3 separate regions of the Zea mays genome follow, and all the other regions are linked to region 1. The links are chromatin contacts, called in public Hi-C maps. All regions are on one chromosome and are shown on one strand. Each heading gives the region's core, a stretch centred on a gene start, on an enhancer-like site or on the middle of the called end of the contact. The rest is flanking DNA. Distances are from core to core; before and after follow the strand shown.

Region 1 (2,620 bases), core at 71-2,570:
GCTTGCCCTGGATTGTCAGATAGTATTTTAGCATTCTCAGAGGAATCACCCGGTGCGTCTTACCAAGACTCGCCCAATTGACGTACATATCCATGAGAGCGCTCATAACGTGCTTGTCGGAGTCCAAACCGGCTCTGATGAGGTAGCCGTGTATTTCCATACCATGACCAAAAGCACCAGTTCTGGTCACGACCTGAAGAATGCTGCCGAGCGTAAACTCGTCGCACTCTGCGAATTCAAACATCATAGCACGAAAATGAGCTGAGGCTTCTTCGTGGCACAGGTTTTCCGCATAGCACTGGATTACGGTGTTCCAAGAAACCAAATCTTTGCCATTCATCTCATCGAACACGTTCCTCATCAGCTGCAGTTCACCTGACCGTCCGTAGAACCCAATCAGACAGTTATCCAGGAACTCCTTGCCGACCAACCCCATCTTGATCATGCAGCAGTGTAGCTGATGGCCCAGCCCCACTCCCACGTGACCCAGACTCGAAGCTGCCCTTAGCGCCACCGACAGCGTAAAAGCGTCGCAAGCGACGCCACCACGGGCCATCTCCATGAACAGCACCAGTGCTTCGGCGTCACGTCCGTTCTCGGTGTACGCACTGAGCATGGAGGTCCACGAGACCAGGTCAGGAGAGGCGATACTGCCGAAGACCTTCTCGGCGCAGGGGAGGGACTGGCAGCTCGAGTACATGGTGACGAGGCCGTTGGCCACGAAGAGGTCAACGCCCACGTACCCGAGCTTGGCGACGGCGCCGTGGAGCTGCCTGCCGAGCCGGAGGCTCCCCACGGCGGCGCAGGCGCGCAGCGCGACGGAGAAGACGAAGGCGTCTGGTCTGACGAGAAGGCCGAGCATGCAGAGGAGCAGCTCGAGCGCCTCGGAGGCTGGGCCGTGGGTGGCGTACCCGGACATGAGCGTGGTCCAGGCGACGAGGGACCTCCCTCGATCCGGCATTGCGTCGAACACCTCCCGCGCGGGCTGCATCCGGCCGGCGCGGGCGTGGGCGCGGAGCAGCGAGAGCTGCGCCGCGGCGGCGGCAGTGGTGGAGGCGTTTGGGACGAACGTATTATTGGGTCTGTGGCTGCCCCTGCGTGGGGACTCGGGGGTGACGGCGCTGCTCGTGAAGCTGGAAGCGCGCGGCAGCGAGTGAGGAGGAGGAGGAAGCGCCATTGGAGGCTGAATCGCTGCGATCGGAGACGTCACGAGGGTCTGAATGGAGTGGACAGGAGGACGACGGGGATAAGGTTTATTTTAGTTGGGCTCTCCTCTCCACTCCTTGTTTTTCTTACGATGCGGTCATCTATTTCTGGGCCTCCAGCCCATGCCAGCCAAGGCCCACGCATTGAGACAACTTTCCTTCGCCCTTCGATGCATTTGTTTGTAGTTTTGCACGTCGTCGCCCATCCGTCCTCCTCGGGAGCAGCCTCAGCCCTCGGCACAGCAGCGTGATTGGTTCATTGGTTGTTTTTGCTGAGCTTCGGAGCTTGCCTCGCGGCGCTGGGAACAAGCTCCTCGCCAGCTTACGAGAGCCAAATTAGCTCCAAGAGCATCTACAACAACATTATCCAAAGGATATTCTATCATTAGTTTAGGTAGTGAATGTAAACTTTGGTTAATACCATCCTTGCATGCTTACCCGGGACATGCAAGTGAGTAGAGAACTCCTTTACTTGATTGCTTCTTCAAGATGAGTATTAAATTTAGGAGTAATAATGCAAGTGAGTAGAGAACTCAAAGACAATAATCACAATAAGTAAAATGAACAAGTGACACAACGATTTTTACAGTGGATCAGCCAATGCCTACTCCACGTTGTGTTAACCTCCTTTGTTCAAGTGTTGCACTCAACCCCTCTCAAGTGATCCAAAGATCACATTTGAGTTTCACATATGTCTTCCTTATATCAATATCCCTTTACGAGGAATCTCCACATATTGGAGTCTCTGACGCATTGCACAGTTGATTACAATCAAAACCGGAATAAGGATGGGAGTAGAAACGCACACAATAGCACAACGCAGCAAGAACACGCACACAACAAAAAAGGAAGAGCACACGAATCAACACGACAAAGTTACAACTCAAGAACGCGCCCAAATCTCTCTCTAACAAGTCAACAACGTGGTGCAAAGATTCAGAGTTGTAGTGTACTCAAAGGGTGCTTTGGTTCTGCTCCATGGCGCTTAGGGGGGTTCCTTTTATAGCCCTAAGTGGCCTAGGAGCTGTTGAAGCCGTCACACCCAGATTTAATAGCAAACCCGAGCGCAAACAAATGTGTGCTGGGATCAAATCTCACACATATGATGACTCGTGGTACAGAAACGAATGCCACATCTTTATTATCGAATAGGAGTTCTGTACAAAATAGCTAAATAATTACATCATATGAAGACAACGATCCTCCACAATCATAGTTGACTAGGAGACGACGGTCTAGACCTCTCATGAATTCATCGCGACATCCTTCATGCTCCTTATCTTGCGGTACATGTTCTTGACCTGAGGGTGAGTACAACAAGAGTGAGTTCACATACGTTCATCGTTCAACAGGTTGTGGGGAATAATGTGCATGAGTTTACTTACGGTGGGGTCATGTGAAATGTGAGGCTTACT
Region 2 (2,620 bases), core at 67-2,566, 210 kb before region 1:
AATGAAATGGCTCAATTTTTAGAAACTGGAATGGAGCCGCTCCATCCCAGTGGCTCCCCAACCAAACGCACCTAAAAGTATGCAAGAATTAAGATAACACGAGAATCTTGTCACGAGAATAGAGCGGAGTCATTCCATTCTTTGTTTGGTTTGAGAGCCGTATGAGTGTAGAGGGGAGGAGAGCCAGGAGAGCGCTCACGTCCGAGAGAGCGCTCGCATCCGGTCGTTTTTGTGGAGCGGGAGCGTTCCAACTACTTATAGTAAATTTCCATATGGAGATCCAGGAGCCGCTCCACTCTTATTTTGTTGGAAACTAAACGTCCAGAAAATTAGAATGGAACCACTCTATTCTCCCTCACTCCCCAACCAAACACACCCTTATATATATCATGACAGACGGGAACGTCTTGAAATGTTCAGTAGTGGTGCAGTAGAAGCAAGTAATACATACCGATACTCAAGATGGTACTTATAGCCTTGCAACATGGGGTCAATCTGGAATATTTTTTGTCCATCGCTTGGTGGGGGGACCACTCGAACTCTGTTCAAGGCTTGAGCATCAGCCACACCAGCACCGCACGTTGTCTCTTCAGAAATGTCTGGTACCTGGAACCGTGCCGAAGAGACGAAATGTTCAGAAGACGATTGTATGGACAACTCTAAATGGTGGTACAGTACAGACTTGTGGAGCTCCATGGAACGTTTAACCGTTTGGGCATCTCACTAATCGTGTGTCTCATTGTTCTCAAATAGCATCCAAAAAGAGGTAAAAATCAGAAATGCATGTAGATGTAGACTTTCAGGTGAATTATGTGATAAAATGCATGAAAGTGACGAGTGGATGACGAACCTCCAGTTCATCCGACTGGAATTGAGCCGAGTCAGCCCTTGATGCGAGGCCATCATTCTCGCCCTCAGGAACCATGACCGCCTTCCTGGCCGCGGCCGCCGCGCGCATGGCCCCGTGCGTCCCCGAACATCCAACTCGAGCACCCCCTGCATGCATCACCAATTCACCAGTTCACCACCACAACACTCGCATACAGACCCGAATCAGGCCCACACTTGATCAGAGAGGGAGGAGGAGTTGCAGGATCATTACGAGTTAAGAAGAGGCCGGTGTGCCGGAAGACTAGACTACCCTCCCCGCCGCCGGTGAGTCGGGGAGCCCTTACGGCCCCACCGAGCACCGCCCCAGAAACCGCGAACGCCATCTCGCCTTCGCAGCCGGATCGGATCGAACTGATCAGCCAATGCTAAAACCCCAGCGACCGCAAGAGCGAAATCCGGGTCTGCTCTGGGTGACTGCAGGGCTACAATTAGGAGGGGCGCGGGCTGCCTATATAGCACGGAGACGAGCGGTGAGGGGAGTGGGCGTTCACGCGACCTCGGCAGTTCGGGGCGGGGGCGAGGCGGACGGCTGCATGAGCAGTGGCGTGCACGGGCGGTCGAGGCAGGCCGTTGCGCGTCGGTCCAAGCGCACACGCGCACGCGCAGCTCCAGCGGCGGCGTGGCGAGGTCCTGCTGATCGTGCAGGGCGGGGACCTTGTGCTTCGCGGTGGCGTGGGGATGGCAATCGCGCTTCGCTTTTCGGTGGGGAGCGGGGCTGCGGGCGGCCGCGCGAAGTCCGGGGGCAATGCTCCAGATGCCAGGCGGTGTGGGCCCCAGGCGCGGCCAGGTGGAGCGCGCAGCTGCACGGGTCGCGCAGGCCGCAGTGGAAGAACGAAGGTCGAAGGAGAGGGAGTTCGCTTCACGGGCGAGGCTTTTTTCCTAGCGCGCGGCCGCGCCGTTGCGGACTTGCGGCTCACCGCGTCAGCGCGCGGGTCCGTCGTGCCTTTTTTTTTGCACACTCGAGCAGTCGAGCAAACGGGAGATGCTTTTTTAATATTTTTTATCGATTAACGGTGAAGCTACAGCAAGTTTAACGATATGGCACAAAGTGAGTTTTATGATATTGTCCTATCATATATAACTAACTAAAAATATATTTATACATTTAATACTTAGCTCATCTCTTCCTCTTATATTATATCTTAGAGTCCGTGAGCAACAGTTCGCTTTCATTCTCTCTTCATTTTTTTTCTTTCATATCATCACAAATCTGATGTGTTATATCCTACAGCTCGCCTACATCACCTTATTATACTTGCTTTTAGGATCTAGTTTGGAAACTCAAATCCCCTTCGAGATTGAAGGGGTTGGAGAGAAAATAAGTTCATTTTCACCTTAATTCCCTCCGATCCCGATGGAGATTTGTATTTCATTGCTACTAGGGCAACCTTAAATTAATTACACAATTACATAATGCACTGACGTAGAACATTACAACATAAACATGTTCATGCCACATCTATGAAATACAAATGGTAGGTCATGTCACTAGCGCAGCATAAATGTCATCTGGAAACTCACTCGTGTCTAACTCACCTAATGGTCCACTACTAGTTTCTGTTACCCCTACATCAGTTACATGCTTCCCAGACACAAAATTTCCAAGTCGTGGTTGTGTATAGCACTATCCCTAATAAAGTTATGTAGGGTCATACAAGTTATAATTATTTTTTATTGCTTCCGCACCGAGAAACATGGGAGACTAAGCAAGATCTGCCACTTCACCTTC
Region 3 (2,620 bases), core at 68-2,567, 140 kb before region 1:
TTGGGTCCCATGGGCGCCCACGCGTCCAGGAGGTCAAGCGACCACTGGCAATTCCTGAAGAGGAAGCTGCCGGTGTTGAGTGCAATCCAGGAGTGCTTCTCGAAGAGGAGGTCCTGGTAGCCGTGGATGATGAGGTTGTGGCCGTCGTAGCGTGACAGGGGCAGCTCGAACGACATGTCGGTGAAGAGCGCGTCGCTGTCCATCCACCAGATCCACTCGACCTCCGGGTGGGAGAGCATGAGGCGGCGGAGCAGCGGCAATTTGGCCCAGTATCCGGCGAGCTCGTTGTCAAGGTGCGCGAGGTTGTGGACGATCTCGATGCCATGGAGGCGGCAGTAATCGATCTTATTCTTGGTAGTCTTGAGCAGGTAGTGGTCGCCGAGCGGGTTGTCGCAGGGCCCCGGCTGCGAGCCGGTTACGAGCATAATCCTGGGCTTGCCCCCGGCAAGGGTGGCCGGGAAGCCAGGGTTCTGGGCCAGCCACCGTCGGCGCTGCGCGTCCCAGTCGGAGATCTTGGGCCCGAGCGCGTATTTGCCGACCGCGGCCGCGTACGCGGCGGCGGCCTCGGTGGCGCTGAGCGCGGTGGCGTTGAAGCCAGAGGCGGCGCCGAAGTCGCCCTCGTCGTCGGGGTCGGGGCCGGAGTCGGAGCGGATCTCGCGGAGGATGCGGTCGATGTCCTCGACGGCCTTGGCGTCCGCGAGCGCTTCGGCGTCGGAGGGCTGCGAGGGGAGGGAGAGGTTGAGGCCGATGGTGCCCCGGAGGACGAGGATGGTGACGAGGCCGCAGAGCACGGTAATCTTGAGGTTGTTGAAAGTGCGGTGGATCTTGCGCGACCGGCTGTGGTGGAGCGGCGACGCGCCCCGCGGCCGCGGCGCCGTCATCGGCAGCCCTCCCCCGCCGCCGCCGCCTCCTCCTCCCCCCTTGCTGTTGTACCCCATCCCCTCCTGGCCCATCCCCGCCACAGAGGACGGAATCCTCGGTTTTTTATTGCCCACTCCTGGTTCCCCCCGCCCGGCGCCGCGGATTGGGGTCTCGGACTGCTGACTGTGGGGGGCGGGGCGCGACTCGCGTCACATGGGCGGGGAGAGCAGCACCGCGCGGCGCGCTGGAGCTGGAGTGCGACCTGCGTCGACGGCGAGTGGGGACGGGAATTGATATGGGATCGCAGGATGCGAGGGTGTGACCGTGTGAGTGGTGTCGGGAATAGGGGAAAGAGGAAGCGGGGTGTGTGTTTATGTGAGCGGTGAGCCGGTGAATCCCTTTTCTTTATGGGCTTCGTCTCTCTTATGAGTCTGGACAATGGGCTGTCGGCTGTTGACCCGGGTTTGGTTTCGCGGCTTCGGCCGGCCGGACCGCCGGGAAATTTTGGGGCGGGCGTTGGGGAGGAGGGCGCCGGAGAAGTGGTGGACGTGCGGTGCCGTGCCGTTTGGCGTGCGGGCGTCGCGTTTGCCACTCCGCCTGGGGTTGTTGGATGGAGGCCTGGACCGTGTGTGCGTACTGCGTGCTCGCACGTCTTCCGGGCCGGCAAACCGGGCGGCCATCTCGTTCTTGTCCAGGCCCGGCGTGTAACCTTCCCAGTATTCTTTATTATTCTTTATTTATTCCAATACTGTACGCTACTGGAGTTTTATTCATGGTCTGATTGATGGTCACGGTGATTTCAACTCTCCACTGTTGATGAGTTCTTGGGATACGGGACCGAGATAAATGCGGCACGGCGAGTCTTCCTATGTGCAGAGACTGCACGGCTTTCACGGCGCGTATACAGTAGGTTATTTTGATTATTTTTACTCGTGGTACTACTATCCACGTGGACGAGATTAAGCCATATAATTATAGAAAAATTGGAACGTAGCATTCTTGGTAAATTGCAGAAACGAAAGTTGCCGTTCCTTTTGGAGAGGACAACCGAGCTTTGCCTCTAGTTGAGAATTAATGACTCGTTGTTTTCCCTCTGCTAAACACATCGAATATTTAGATACGAGGTACAAGTATTAAATTATAATTTAATAATAAAACTAATTATAAAACTAAACCACAAGACGAATCTAGTAAACCTAACTATTCTATGATTTACTAATATGATGCTACAGTAAATATTTACTAATTATAGATTAGTTAGGTTTTAAATTTTTGTCTCATCTTTACCTATATAAATACTTTTATAATTAAATTATATTTAATGCTTATATTTGACATATAAATATTTGATAGGACACATAATAAAACTTTAGTTCCTACAAACGTAAATAAGTGTTTTTCACATATTCTCTCTAACATGTAAGTGTTTAAATATGACATGTATACTACTACTTTTGTCTTAAAATATTAGTCGTTTTAGCACTTGTTTTTTATGTCTATATTTAAATGGACGATGATGAATCTAGACACGTGAGTAAAACACACATCAAATATTATATGGATTTATTAATTATCTAAAACGAATTTTAATTTAGGATAGAGAGAGTATTTATTAGAAATATGAATAGTTCGTTTCTCGCTCTCTAGTTCTAACACATTATCATGTATGAATAGCTCGTTATTCCTTCGTAATTACTGACTGACCATTTGCATGTGCTTTGCTACGATTGTTATATATCATATAAATAAGTATTGAGAT

The links. A called contact is a pair of places that touch in the nucleus more often than the background predicts.
Region 2: a Hi-C map of leaf shows a contact between it and region 1, with 4 times the contacts expected there. The contact joins the promoter of LOC542238 here to the promoter of LOC103627235 in region 1. A contact is called at or near these places in 3 of 25 Hi-C or Micro-C datasets (ear, leaf and tassel).
Region 3: a contact with region 1 is called in a Hi-C map of ear, with 3 times the contacts expected there. The contact joins the promoter of LOC732750 here to the promoter of LOC103627235 in region 1. A contact is called at or near these places in 4 of 25 Hi-C or Micro-C datasets (ear, leaf and tassel).

Annotation. Positions count from the first base shown.
Region 1 is chr5:171,978,013-171,980,632 of Zm-B73-REFERENCE-NAM-5.0, forward strand. LOC103627235 (pentatricopeptide repeat-containing protein) reads right to left here and starts at 1,321. Exons shown (of 1, transcript XM_008647524.4): 1 at 1-1,321. The coding sequence starts at 1,177.
Region 2 is chr5:171,768,493-171,771,112 of Zm-B73-REFERENCE-NAM-5.0, forward strand. LOC542238 (amylose extender 1) reads right to left here and starts at 1,317. Exons shown (of 22, transcript NM_001426901.1): 1 at 1,103-1,317; 2 at 851-996; 3 at 452-606. The coding sequence starts at 1,214.
Region 3 is chr5:171,841,807-171,844,426 of Zm-B73-REFERENCE-NAM-5.0, forward strand. It overlaps LOC732750, which reads right to left and starts at 1,318. Exons shown (of 1, transcript NM_001112379.2): 1 at 1-1,318. The coding sequence starts at 953.